3 separate regions of the Mus musculus genome follow, and regions 2 and 3 are each linked to region 1. Evidence: chromatin contacts called from public Hi-C and promoter capture Hi-C data. All regions are on one chromosome and are shown on one strand. The core of a region is the stretch at or near the end of the contact, and the rest is flanking DNA. Distances in the headings are between cores, read along the strand shown.

Region 1 (4,647 bases), core at 1,139-3,638:
AATTCTTTCCTCTTCCTTAAGTTTGATCATTTGCAATAATGGCTTGCACAACTAACAGAACCTCTTCTTTGTTGTTAGGATGCAAATGTACAGATAGATAAAGAGGTACATACTTCAAGGTCTAGAAGGTCCCAGTACAGGAGTTTTCCCCCTGTACTGTGGACACTGCCCCCCCCCCCTGGCATGTAGGTGTTCACTAACCCCTTCATTCAAGATGGTTAGCTTCGTCTCTATTCATGTTCCTCAGAGGTCTGTAGAGGGCACCAAGGTCTAACACTGAATCATGCTGTGGGCTTTCTGGCAAACAAACAGCTCCTTCCTGAAAGCAGCCTTAGCGTACATATGCTCTTTTTTTTTTTTTTTTTTTTTTTTAAGATTTATTTATTTATTTTAGGTAAGTACACTGTAGCTGTCTTTTCAGACACCCCAGAAGAGGGCATCAGATCTCATTCCGGATGGTTGTGAGCCACCATGTGGTTGCTGGGATTTGAACTCAGGACCTTCGGAAGAGCAGTCAGTGCTCTTAACTGCTGAGCCATCTCAACAGCCCCCACATATACTCTTAACTTTCTAGTGAGTCTAAAGATTTTTAGAAGCTTTTGTGACTGAACCTAGGATAGAAGACCAAATTCATACTTGTTATATCACAATATTATAGTTATTTTAACTTTGCAAGAACTTGAGAACAGTGGATAGTAGTACTGTTACTTTAAAATGTTTGATGCTAGAGGTCAGAGGTATTGCCATCCTTAGCATATATGATATAGTGCCTTGTACTCCATCCCAAGCACTGAAAATAAGTGAATAAATAGATAAGCACACCTTATTGAGGCCTTGCCTTCAGCCCCAGCCACTCTCTCAGCACCTTGAGTGACCTTACCTAGCAATCCTTCTGTCTCTCTTCCCTCATTCTCTTTTCTTCTCTTTCCTCATGGCTTCTTCAGATCAGACTGCTCACTCACCCCGTAGTTTAAGAAGCTCATTCCACTAGACTGGCTGATTTAGGGTTAATCATGACCCAACCATCATGAGTCTGTAATTAAAGGACCTTGCCAGCTCTCTTTACTGTTGTGTTTCCAGTCTCTAACCCAGCCTGCTGCACTGCAGATACTCAATAAATATTTGCTGAGGGAAAACCACCATTAGCAAGAAGACTGCACAAGTTAATCATTGTATTAATTGTGAGGAACATAACCAGTTCACGTGCCTGTAGCAGCAATTCTGGTCCAGCTACTCTCAAGAAATAGGCAGATCCATTCAGGAGACTGAGTTGTGACGAAGAAATCCTCTTTACAAGGAGTCAGAAAAACAAATTTCAGCTCTGTGTGGTGGCACACACTTTTAATCCCTGCAATGAGGAGGCAGAGGTGGTGAATCTCTGTGATTTAGAGGCCAGCCTGGTCTACAGAGCAAGTTCCAGGACACCCAGGACAATATAGACTCTTTCTATAAATAGATAGGTGAATAGATAGATAGATGGATGGACGGACGGACGGGCGGGCGGGCGGACAGACAGACAGACAGACAGCAATGACTATGTTCATCTGGATACAGTCCAGATCACTCCAGATCTGGAAGGACTAAACATCCCAGCTCCCTTAGGAGACATCTCAGATGTGTATTTCCCCCCAGTATAACATATCATATCACTTCTGGATATATGGATCTATCTCTCTCTCTCTCTCTCTCTCTCTCTCTCTCTCTCTCTCTCTCTCTCTCTCTCTCTCTGGCCTTGAACTCAGAAATCTGCCTGCCTCTGCCTCTCTGCCTCTCTGCCTCTCTGCCTCTGCCTCTCTGCCTCTGCCTCTCTGCCTCTGCCTCCCAAGTGCTGGGATTAAAGGCATGCGCCACCACCACCCGGCACTTCTGGATCTCTTAAGGCTCAATTAAAATTAAGCTGTCCATGTATGTGTCCATGGCCTGGGGTCCAGCTTTCCATGAAGGATTTCTATGCTCCTCTCATACAGCTCCCATGTTTCTCACCCCATAACAGAAGCCTGGATCGACTTCCAACACAGCCAGGAGTTACATTGACTCTGACTCGCAATGCTCTGCCACATATATCAGAGTCTGTTTAATGCTCAGTCTGTTAGAGCATTCAAAAGAAACGAACACAAATTCCATTCTCAAATAGTAGGGACATAATTTTCTGGTTAGTAGGAATGTAACTTCTTGGTTGGCACAATGCCTTAAATATGGAAATAGAAGTCAGATCATTGTCATCCTGAGCCTCAGTTACACTCCTGCCTCCTAAGTCTGCAAAACCTTGGCTTTTGGTGAGTGGATGAATTGATGTACTTCAAGGTAACCCCACAGCCTTTGCCCTGGGCCTCAGTCTCTGCACGCACAGCTGTCGGCTGGATCCAGTGGCCTGCAGATGGCGTGTGGACGTCTACCCAGAGTGCATGTTTATCCCTCTTGCTCCTATGCTCCCTGCAGGGCCCCAGCAGTTCCTTGTTTTGGTTTTGGTTTCATTTTGTAAAAAGAGGAAATATAATTATGTTCTCATAGAGCTCTGTGAACACTGGCAGGAAGTTTTTAGTGAGAATGATTAGAAAGGAGAAATAATTCTTGGATCTGAGGGGTATGCCTCTGTTTTGATCATTCCATAAAAGACAAGCTAAGAGGCTTTCTTCTATCTTATTTCCATCATATACTGTATTTCTGTATTTTGCTTTCCTGACTGTAATGTGTATATGATATGAAAACTGTTCCCCATGTTCCCTAGGAAACTCACACACACTAGACTAGAGAAATCCTCCCGAACACACACTCTTTCCAGAATGCTACCTACTATCCAGATATCATTAAAAAACAAAAACAAAAAAACAGCCAAAGACAAGACAGAGTAAGCCATGGATTCTAGATTTAGAACCCCAGAATCTGGGAAAATAAATGTCCCTGCCAAGAAAACAGTGGAAAGAGATTATTCTGGGTTAGGTGTGGTCTTGGCTGTAATATTCTTGGCCATGTTACAGAGAAATACCTTCTAGATACCTAGAACTGTGCAGCTAAAACTCCAGCTGATCTAGCCAGGCAGATATGGGTTGGAATCACCACTGGCTCAGAGGTGCTGAGCACCATACTCTCTGCTCCTCTAGAAGAGGGGCCTGTGCTCTCAGACACAGAGCCATCTCTTCAGCTCCAGGAGGAGTGTTACTGAACAAGGTATTATCATAGAAGTGGAATTTCAGTTCGCCTTGTTGCATTCTAGACTATCACTGATTGGTAGGTTTGAGCTCTCACCCTCTTACTGACCTAGCCTTACCTTTTTAACCACGTCCTCCAGGTCCTATCTAGTCTTGTTTCTTATGTGCAACCTGAGTATTTGGTACTGTCCATGAGACACTTTTCTCTTAGTGAGGTTTCTGACCATTTATCTGAGAATTGGTTTTGGGGACCCAATGGAGAGACCATCTTACATAGGGGTAGCCAACCCAGGAAAAGACTGGAGAATTCTAGTCTTAGAATGTATGAACTTTCTTAACTAAGATTTTATATATCAACTTTCTTTTTGTTCTTTGAGTTTATTGTAAGTCATAGTACGTTGTGCTTCGTTCCAGAAATTCAATATGCTTTCTTCTTTGCACCAAGAAAAATAAACACCTTGCCTTCTACCCTTTTGAGTCCAGAAGTTCGTCTTAGCTTCTATATAACAGTGATTCAGGTAGAGACAAAATCATGATTGAAAGCCAAATGCACACTACTACCCCCTCCCAATACTGTTGATTCACTTAGAGAATCTTGGCAATCCTAGAAGACCGCATAGGTCTCTGCAGTGAGACAGGTTATATATGGGTCCTGAGTTTCCCATCATGGTGTAGAAACAAACAGATGCCAGTTCTCTGCAGAGGGACCATATGCAGACCTGTTGGGGGCCTTATCCTTCCACCAGATACACAATAGAGAAATACATATTCTTGGAGCAGTGCAACATCATAGAAAGTCTCAGTACTCTATGGGGTATCTGGAAACCAGGTTTGTCTTTTAAAGGTCATGATGGCCTGTTTTTGTAAATGGGTGCTTGCTGAGGCAGGATGTTCCAGTGCCTCCTTCCCTTGCTTCAGTTCAGCCCAGACGGGATATATCCAGCTGCCTTTGGATGCTGGTCTTTTCTCTCCCTGCTCCCTTGTTATGCATGCACTGTGGCTCCCATGCCCAGTCCTGACTCCCAGCAGTTGATGAGGTAGTTATTTTCTCATCCTGCGGCAGGGCTGATGCGGTGGAGACAGCCCACCCTCTCTCCACAGTGCACAGTGCCAGCAGCAGCTCAGAATGGTGTGTGATGCTTTTACCTCTTCTCTGAGGGGAGATGTCCTGGGCCCAATCTTTATCTGCCCCCATCTCCATTCAGCTGCAGCTGCAGTGCCTGAACTTCAGACTTATAGCTCCTTTCTCCCTGGATTTTGTTTTTGTTTTTCTGACAAGGCACCTGACAACCAGCAGCAAAGAGGCCAGTTTGTTTAATTTAAATACACTGCGGCAAAGTGGAGGTAATCGTCCACACAGGCCATCTGCTGCCTGGCAGGTATCCATGAGTCAGGGAAAGAGATGGAGACTGAAATGTCCTCCATCCTGTTGTCATGATAACAGCCCGTCAGGGAGGTGGGGGATGTGGGGAGGGCAGGGCTTGCTCTCCATGTTACA
Region 2 (4,647 bases), core at 1,296-3,795, 88 kb before region 1:
GACGGTCAGTTCTCAGTATCCACATTCCAGGAGATCCAGCCCGTCTTCTGGCCCTGAGGCTACCTATACACATATGGCCAACACATACATGCATGTAATTTTTAAAGTAATTTAGTGGCTAGGTATGATGGAACATGTCTATAATCCCAGAATTTAGGGGACAGAGGCATGATATCATGGCTAATTGAAGGCCAGGCAGCATTGACCCTGGCTAAAAAATAAATATGATGAAAATAATGAGGAAGGGATTTGAATGCATTATTTTTCCAAAGAAATATACAGATAGCCAATAAGCACATGAAAAGTGTTGAATATAATTAATCATTAGGGAAATACAAATAAAAAGCAAGAAATGCTGGGCATGATATTTTATATCTCTCATGGAGATAGGTGTGGAAGGATCCTGAGGTCAAGGTCAGCTCCGACTGCATATTGAGATCTTGTCTTCAAACAAACATTAAACCAAACTTCCTGTGAGCTGTCATACTCACAAGAATGGCTAAAGTAAATGCTACTGACAAGACAAGTGTTGACAGAGATGTGGCAAATTGAACTCCTCATATGTTGATGGGCAAATTGTAAAATTGTACAGTCGTTTTGGAAGACAACAGAATGCTTGTGGTACTTTGAATGAGATTGGCTCCCGTGAACGATTCATCCCCAGTTAGTGGAACTGTTTGGGAAGGATTAGGAAGGGTGACACTTGTTGGAGTGTGTCACTGGATTTGAACTTAGAGATTTCGTTTCTTGCTGCCTGTGGATCAGGATGTAAAATCTCTCAGCTACTTCTCCAGCATTAAACATGCCTGCCTGCCAATCCACCATGCTGATAATGGGCTAATAACCCTCAGAAGCTGTAAGCCAGCCCCCGATTCAGTGTTTTGTTCTAATTTGCCATGGTCACGGTGTCTCTTCACAGCAGTAGAACAGTCTTCAGTGTGGTGAACAGAGTGGCCATGTGATTCATCAGTTCCAATTCTATACACTTGAAGAGTGAAGCCTTATGTCTGTCTCAGTAGGAGGGTTTGGAGACTAAGGATTCATAGGATAAGGACTCAAATAAGATAATGGACAGAATCTTGGGGGGGATGAGACCACTTCACTGGCAAGTAACATTCTTTTAGAACTCTGAATTTTCTAACACCATCGGAGGCTAGAGATATCCTGGCAACAGTTATCAGCCTGGGATGATTTAAATACTGTTTTTGTCAATTTCTGAACATTGCCCAACTCTGCTGTGGTGTTTGGCAGCACTGTTTATCCTTAAACCCATTTACAGCTGCAGAAGTGCTGAGTTTGAAAGCAGAACATCTGCAATAGACCCAGCTGTTTCAAAAGATGGTGCTTATCAAAGACGGGAATGGTGTGTCATTTATAAACAATATAGCACCTCCCTACCAACCAAGGAAGGAGATGGCAAGGCCTGCCGGGAAGTGGAGCCCACACCAAGTGTCCTTCAAGTGAGCAATTTCCTCTGGCTGTCATCACTCGCCCCCAGCCCTTTCTTCAGTGTTGGAGCCTCTTTGATCCTTACAGGTGGCCTCCAGAGCTGCACTGGAGAGTGCATACCCTGCTGCCATGTGTGGGAACACCCGCATTCCCTCACGACCCAGCCATGTGAATTGTTCCATTGTCTCCGCATTTTCTGCAGTCCACCAGCAATCGCTGTCTGCTCCGGGCTTTCGAACATCCGTACACACGGATTTAGGGAAGCTTCTCAAGTAAATTAGTAGTGGAGTGTTATCTATGTAATTTCCTTTAAATGTCCAATTAGTCATCTGTTCATCTTCATTTAGTATCTACTTATAAAAACACTGACATGTCATTTTTTTATGAGACCCTGCCTCACCTTCAGTAGAGAGGATACTGTTTCCTCCAGTGTTCTCTCCAGAGCTTGTTTCTGTCCTTGCTTCTCCATGAAAGCTTTGCTGTAGTTCCAGGTTTTAGATGCCCGACACTGGTAGATTTTCCAGTTCTTAGTTCCAGGTCATGCTCCCTATGTAAGCTCTGATGCCTCTATTAACTGACTTTATGGGCATTTCCATTTCAAAGTCTTACCTGCTTTTCCATTCATAAACACTTCTAATAATTTTTCCATTAATATTTGTGGACTTGTAGGATGTAATTACGCTCACTTCTAGAAAGCAATGGCCTAATCTCTTTCAGATAGTTACATATCTACTTAACCTTTTCTGAAAAGGATCCTTAGGATTACGCATTAATTATGCAAAGTACTAAGTCCTACCCCTGGGGACCCTCACTTAGAGGCTCTGGGTTGAGGCCAAGGACTCTTTTGTTTATTTTTTCAAACAAGTGCTCAGAAATTTCTTATATTTAGACATGTGTGGTAAATACTGTGTCAGAGCAGTGGTAACCAGTAGAGATGGTCTCACCATCTGACTTTTGGTGTACTGTGTATGATGTCACTCAACTGCTGGATTTGTCCCTATTAGACATATTACGGTTTTGTGGCAGCCTGAGATAGCCAGACAGTGGGCAGCTGCTGGCAGAGAGTCTTGTGCTCTGCACTTGGTTCCTTACTGCTGGGGGTACAGGATCAGGCAGAGACGCATGCAGACCTTCCTCACTTTCTGACCTCACTGCTGCTTGTGGTCTGCCGCTTCCCTTTCAGTTTGTTAGCCCCTAAAGCCCTGGTTGCACTTGGCCTCATTTTTCTACCATGCGATCTGTGAGTGCATGTGAGAGCAGGCAGCTTTCTGTTCAGTGTTGGCCAGAAGCACCTTCCAAAACAAGCTTACCTCACAGTGGGATACTTTGAAAGATTTTACAGTTATGTCTTCAGTCTGGGAGTTTGATTTCTTTTGCTCTCTGTCAGCAGTACGACAGTATGAAACTTTGAAGTTGCCTGGCATACTGTGTTTTCTTACTTTTATGTTTTTGAATCTCGTGTCCTAGCTACCCATCCTCCCAGCTTAGCTTTGCTAAATTCTCTGTGTTCTATTGCCTAGACTGATGGTCATCCCCTTCACGGTTTGTCTGCAGCACACAGAATAACTTCAAAGTGTGTATCACACTATTAGAATAATTTCTTATTGTCTGTTAGTCTGTCCATATATCCTGTCAGGGCACTAGTCTTTAGTATGTTACAGTATCAGCCTTGACAAACCAATGAGCTGGTACACTGCTCCAGTGCTGATTAAAAAACATCAGGAAAGCTAGAGTTTCTCACTTGTTCCAGTTTTAAATGATTTATGGCCATTAAAACGTTCATGCTATGTCTAACCCACTTGCAGAAGAATGCAAGAGATGTGGAACAGCCAGGGTTGGCAACGGATAGAAAAGAGGAGTTTTCAGGATTCTGGTATAGGGTGTAAATTGTTAGGTCTGAAGGACACATCTTAAAATATGTATGACCTTGGACCTAGCAACTTTCCATATAGGAGTTCTCCTAAAACCATATCTGCACCAAACACACTAGGAGTTTTGAACGAGGATGCTATCAGCATAATATATAGTAGCTAGAAGAAGGGATTAAAAATATCAATTAGTAGTGAAGTGGTTAAGATAACTATGGGGGATAGAGAGCAAGTTCATCATTAGGACTGGATGCTCTTTCAAAGGACCCTGGTTTGATTCCCAGCACTCACGTAGCCATTTACAACCATCTACAACTCTAGTCCCAGGGGATTTAATGCACCAGGCATATATGTGGTGCACATGCAGGCAAAACACACACATAAAAATAATTTCTTAAAAAATTTTTACTAGCTGGGTGTGGTGTACACACCTTTAGTCCCAGCACTCGGGAGGCAGAGGCAGGCGGATTTCTGAGTTGGAGGCCAGCCTGGTCTACAGAGTGAGTTCCAGGACAGCCAGGGCTACACAGAGAAACCCTGTCTCTAAAAACCAAATAAATAAATTAATTAATTAAATGTTTGAGATTTATTTAAAAAAATTTTTCACTGTGATATGTAATCAACTGTAGTATCTTCTGTGGTAGTCTGTCAGGGAACTAGCTTTCTGTGTTCGGCTATGAGAAGTGGTATGTAATCTATAGCATACGCAGGTGTTTGTGTGTGGCGAGCTAGGTATTAAACCAAGTTCTTAGTGCCTTCTAGACAAGCTCTGACACTGAGGCGCACCTTTTACCCTGACTTGTCGGGGGCCAGCAGCAGTGGCCAAGTCCTACAGAGGAGAGGGAGGAGCAAGTCAGGCACAGGGCCAGAGGCGTCTTGCAGCCTGACTGACTAGTAGTAGATGCAACACGTGGAAACCAAGACCAGAAGTGGAAGACTGCACAACAGCAATTGCATCGCCCGGCTCAGCTTTGCTGGATCTTGGTCAAGCAGCTGTGCTGGCTTTGCAACTTTCTCCATTCCCATCAGAGACGGCCATGTTGAGATTCCAAGCTTGTGTTATCCTACTGGTTATTTTCAGTGCCATCTAGAATTCAATTTTGTGATATTCCAGATCTTGCTTGTTCCCTTGTTCCCTTGCTAATGGACATTTAACCTGTTCCTAGTTTTGTCTTTCCCAAATATAGCTTTAGTGGTTCTTTTTTATCTTCTTCTGTGGTATGGAACGTTATCTAGGGAATGCACTTAGGACTGGGCTCCCTGTGCATTTTCTGTTGTAAAATTGTGTAATCTGATAAGGCTTTACTTTGTACCCCTGTTGCATATAGAC
Region 3 (4,647 bases), core at 1,909-4,408, 84 kb after region 1:
AAGGAGGCTAGGTAACTTGGCAAAGCAGTTTCATCTAGACTAGCTGCTTCCGTAAGCCAGAGGACATCCAGAGCCACAGTGAGCTGCTGAAGGAGCCGACATGAATATGCTTATGTCCATGGGACTGGTTGCAAGCAGAACAGTGGGTGTTCCACTTGAGAGCTCAAGACTGAGTTCATTTGTATCCAGCACACAGTAGGTGCTCAGTGGATATTTTCCCTGTTGCCTGGCCTGAGAGTGAGGGTTGAGATCCAGCCTACTATGCATTCGGTCCAGAAGTAGGTGAAGCAAGTAGCTTGTGGTGACAGGATGGAGGTCCTGGCAGGCAAAACTAGTTCTTGCTTTGCTTTGTTTTGTTTTGTTTGTTTTGTTTTTCAAGACAGGTTTTCTCTGTGTAGCCCTGGCTGTCCTGGAACTCACTCTGTAGACCAGGCTGGCCTCAAACTCAGAAATCCACCTGCCTCTGCCTCCCAAGTGCTGGGATTAAAGGTGTGCGCCACCACCGCCCAGCAGCAAAATTATTTCAAATCCTTTAACATTTATGAAGCACCTGCTCTATGCAAGTTCCTATGATCTGTAGGGGATCCCAAAAGGGACACTAAGGCATGGCTCCTGTCTCCAGAGAAGTGGTGGCCTTTGGCTAGGAGGGATAATTTCTTTCTATCAGTAATTATCCTGTGAAGCCAGTGACTGTTTGCTGACTACTGTCAGTTTCTGAAATGAAGGGCTGATGAGCTTTCAGGGGTGAGTCTGGAGGTGCCTCTAGCAGTTCTTGTCATTCACAGGACCTCAGCCTCTGTCCGTTGCCATGGAGCAAGAACCACCTCTAAGGGGTGAGGCATGTCTGCATGTGAACGTGTGTATGCCTTGTACAGGTCTGTGGTGCCCTGCTAGGGCTTCTCAAGCAAGGTGCTCAGGCAGCCCAGGGCAGGGCTTTGCCTCCTGCAGAAGACAATTCCGTGGCCACAGACAGTTCCTGGGAGGTCAGCCAGCTGGCAAAGGCTGCATGCTTATTGTCCTGGGAGGCCTGGGCAAGTAGCTGGCTAGATCTGGCAAGTTCATCCCCTTGACTCAAACACCAACTTGAGGCATCTGTTCAGATTCTGGGTCAGTGGCTTCTGCTCTCAGCACTAACGGGAGCATGGATGTCTCTCTGTTTCTGGGGAAGGGCTTCTTTTGGGGGACAAGAGCCTATGCCTAGGCCCAGAGAGGCAAGTGTGTGTGGGTGTGTTTGCATGTCAGTGAATAAGGTGTGCATTCAGTATGCACTACTGTGTTTTCACTGTGTGTGCATAGAACATGGCATAGGCAGATATAGAGGCTTAAAAGACCCGCAGGCTGGAAATGAGAAGCTGGGACTGTTGATTCTTAAGGCTTCGCCTTTGCCTTCTGCAAATCTCAGAATCGCTCTGAGCTTCACTTTACCACCTGTGTGATGGGAGAACATGACACCTACTGTGGTTTCTGTCAATCATAAACATAAAATGAAGAGCAGGCTTGTAACCCCAGCACTCGGGAGATAGAGGAGAGAGGATCAGAAGTCCAAGCCTGTCTCAGCTGCCTGTCGGGTTCCAGGCTGGCTCAGGCACTTGGGAGCCTGTTTCAAAACCCAACAACAAAAAAGCATATGTGGAAATCCTTTGCTGATTTTGCTGTATTGTACAAATGTGAGCAATTATTGGCATAGCCCAGCTTGTCAGAAGGCAAAGATGTGTGTGACTTAAAATAATCCATCCAGTGAGCTGTGCTAAAATGTAGGTCAAATCATAGCCTCAGAATTTTAGAGTGAGGCTGGTGGGAACCACTTAACCTAACAGCCCACCCTAGCTGAAGGTTCCCCAAAGCTGTAAAGACTTCCAGAAAAGGAAAGTGACAATTCCATTTAAGGTGTAGATGATCTGTTTAAGGTTGGGGGTTGAGCAGATCCCTGACACTTGAGACGTGCAGCCTGGAGGACCACAAACTCATGGACACTCTGAGTTATACAGTGAGAGCCTCCCTCAACACACAATGCAAAACAAAACAGGTGTGCTGGCTCATGCCTATTAGCGCACTGAGGAGGGAGACTATTGTACTTTGAGGCCAGCTTAGGCTACATAATAAGTTTTAGACCAGGCTGGGCTCAACCTGTTTGTGACTGTGGAGACATAGAGATCTATGTGCCTTTGTGCCCTGTGCGCTGTAGGTTTGTATGTGAGTCTCTTTTGTGCATGTGGACTCTATTCTTTTTTGTTTGTTTGTTTGTTTCGAGACAGGGTTTCTCTGTGTAGCCCTGGCTGTCCTGGAACTCACTCTGTAGACCAGGCTGACCTCAAACTCAGAAATCCGCCTGCCTCTGCCTCCCGAGTGCTGGGATTAAAGGCATGCGCCACCACGCCTGGCGTGGACTCTACTCTTTACTGAGTATCTGCTATGTGACTGTCACTCATCTAAGGGTTGCCCAGTATCTGTCAGGCTAGGCTTTTTTTTCCTTTTCTTTTCTCTTCTTTTCTTTTCTTCTCTTCTCTTTTCTTTTCTTTTCTTTTCTTTTCTTTTCTTTTCTGTTGTTGGTTTTTAGAACAGAAACTCAAGTACTCTAGGCTGGCCTAGAAATTCTGACCCTCCTGCCTTCACCTCTCGAGAAGTCCCTGCTGGCCAAGCACATTAGTGCACCGGCACTGGGAGGCAGGAGGATTGCAAGTCTGAGGTCAGCCTCAAATTCATGGGGAGACTCTGCCTCCAAAATGAAAAACAGCAGCTCTGGTTACTCGATTCAAAGAGCTCATAGCATTGCAGGGGTGGGTGGCTGTCAGGACCTATCCGTTCAGTCTAGGTAGGGAAAGCAAGCCCGGGAAGCCTTCAGGGAAGGTGGGTTAGGCAGGAGGAGTAGCTGTGCCTGGGGAAGCAGCTGCTTTTGCACCCGCTGCCTATGTTGGGGCCCTGGGATAGAAAGGAAACACAGGCAGTTCAGCAAGAGCCCAGGGACCTTTACAAAGACTAGGAGTTGGGCTTGATCCTCCAGGTCCCTGGGGTCCCCCTCAGAGAGGGTTAAAGCTCTGTAGAATGACATAGTCCACCTTGCAATTTGGAAAAGTCTGCCGCCCCAGCATCCACATAGCTCACCATAGCAACGGCGGTAGCCAGATGTTGGGATCTGTCTGCTTGTGAGTGATGGCTGCACATGGAGGAGAGAGAGCTGGGATTTGCTGGAGGCCAGGAGGGGGCCTCTGCTGGCGGGCTGGGAATGCTGGCCCCTGTGAAACATTCTAGTATGGAGGCAGGAGGAAGTAAGCCGTTCCCCAGTGACTGTCACTGTTCCCAGCTTCCTCTATCGCCTTACTTAGTTCTCAAGCTCCAGCTGTGGAGCAAGCATGATTTCCATCTTATGGATAAGGAATGCAGGCTGCAGAGAGGCTAAGTTCAAGGTGACTAGTAAACAGTGTAAGTTCCTGCTCAGCCCAGCCCTGCTCTTTGCAAAACCCGTCTATAATTTCTGCCCCCCCCCACTCCTGCTACAGTTCTTGAGGGGCTAATTGAGACTCCTCCCTCTCCCCCCCTCATCTCCCCCTCCCACTCCGTCTCCCCCTCTCCCCCCCTCATCTCCCCTTCCCTTTTGTCTCCCCCTCCCCTCGGATGAGGAGGCCAATCTGGGCTCAAATCTGTTCCCACTAAATGTGCTGCTGTTTCCAGCTGCTCCGGTTACTACAGCACAGGTTCTTGCATTTCAGTATTAGCTGACATTCGACGACATCGGTGCTGCTTGCAGATTTGAGAAGCATAGCCCACATTCCTTTGCTTAACCCGTCTTAGGCACTGACAGGCCCCTGACAGATGCAAGAATAAACCTCTTGATAGACCTTCCTGGAGTCACTGAGGGCATGGCCCAGACCATCTGTCCACCCAATCAGTGTATCAGTTCCCTGCCCAGTGGTACGAACAGCCCACAGGCAGGCTCAGAGCAGAAAGCATACCCTCCATTTTAGAATGCTATATTGATAACTTGCTTTCCACAAAGCTGTACTGAGCTTCATGGGAAGGTGGGAGCCAAACCTAGATATGGGTCCAGCAGAGTAGGAGGTCTGTTCTGTGCACATCGTGCTTCCTGCTGGGATTGGGGCCCAGGCCTGGTGCTCTTCAAGTGCTGGTAAGGTGGCTGCTTCCTCCTAGGCTGGACTAGTTTGGATTGAAGCCAGCAGGGACAAAGTGTGCTGACTGTGTGTAGCATGCCTGGATAGCTTGTATGAGGTAAAGCACGTGAGCAGCACATGGAGGGACCATGTGACATAGGGTTTTCACACGGAGGGACCACGTGGCATACGGTTTGCTGTTAAAGACCCTAGAGGCCTTTCCCATGGGGTCATGAGAACAGGTGTTTGTCTGTACCAGAAGGTCAAGTGTCTTTGGTTTGGTTTGATTTCTGATTTTGCTTGTTTTTGTAGTAGCCAAAGATGGTTTTGAACTCTCCAAAAGGCAAGGATAACCTTAAATGTATAACCTTCCACATCTGCCTCTCCAGTTCAGGCATTGCAGGCATAGATTGCCATACCTGGCGTATGCAGCTGGGGACCCAGGCCTCAGTTCCAAGCACACTAGGCAAGCAGTCTACCAATCTAGCCAAAATGGCTTTGGTTTTTTGTCATTGCTGTATGGTGGCCATGTTTTCTTTTT

What was found. Promoter capture Hi-C pulls out the DNA fragments that hold promoters and counts their contacts. A called contact is a pair of places that touch in the nucleus more often than the background predicts.
Region 2: a contact with region 1 is called in a promoter capture Hi-C map of the HPC-7 cell line, with 2.2 times the contacts expected there. The contact joins two enhancer-like sites. A contact is called at or near these places in 3 of 39 promoter capture datasets (the C10 cell line, the HPC-7 cell line and epiblast stem cells), 7 of 484 Hi-C or Micro-C datasets (the G1E-ER4 cell line, the HPC-7 cell line, conventional type 1 dendritic cells and 4 more), 5 of 115 datasets of contacts at active chromatin or transcription factors (embryonic stem cells, epiblast stem cells, memory CD8 T cells and 1 more) and 2 of 9 other capture datasets (adipose tissue and pancreatic islet).
Region 3: a Hi-C map of bone marrow-derived macrophages shows a contact between it and region 1, with 46 read pairs. The contact joins two enhancer-like sites. A contact is called at or near these places in 6 of 39 promoter capture datasets (the HPC-7 cell line, cranial neural crest, embryonic stem cells and 2 more), 1 of 15 datasets of contacts at CTCF or cohesin (CD8 T cells), 8 of 484 Hi-C or Micro-C datasets (LSK cells, Th1 cells, bone marrow-derived macrophages and 3 more), 7 of 115 datasets of contacts at active chromatin or transcription factors (CD8 T cells, bone marrow-derived macrophages, effector CD8 T cells and 4 more) and 3 of 9 other capture datasets (adipose tissue, liver and pancreatic islet).

The regions. Positions count from the first base shown.
Region 1 is chr12:3,757,218-3,761,864 of GRCm38.p6, forward strand. All of the region lies in intron 15 of Dtnb (dystrobrevin, beta), which reads left to right. Among named protein-coding and RNA genes, the nearest start is that of Dnmt3a, 47 kb to the right of the region's middle. Within about 2 kb of position 2,389, at least 112 of the 459 cell types and tissues checked have an H3K27ac peak or open chromatin away from gene starts, as enhancers often do. A contact at or near this core is called in the HPC-7 cell line, bone marrow-derived macrophages and memory CD8 T cells, where this site is marked.
Region 2 is chr12:3,668,771-3,673,417 of GRCm38.p6, forward strand. All of the region lies in intron 8 of Dtnb (dystrobrevin, beta), which reads left to right. Among named protein-coding and RNA genes, the nearest start is that of Dtnb, 99 kb to the left of the region's middle. Within about 2 kb of position 2,546, at least 43 of the 459 cell types and tissues checked have an H3K27ac peak or open chromatin away from gene starts, as enhancers often do. A contact at or near this core is called in the HPC-7 cell line and memory CD8 T cells, where this site is marked.
Region 3 is chr12:3,840,338-3,844,984 of GRCm38.p6, forward strand. The region is part of intron 2 of Dnmt3a (DNA methyltransferase 3A); the gene reads left to right. Among named protein-coding and RNA genes, the nearest start is that of Dnmt3aos, 20 kb to the right of the region's middle. Within about 2 kb of position 3,159, at least 26 of the 459 cell types and tissues checked have an H3K27ac peak or open chromatin away from gene starts, as enhancers often do. A contact at or near this core is called in bone marrow-derived macrophages, where this site is marked.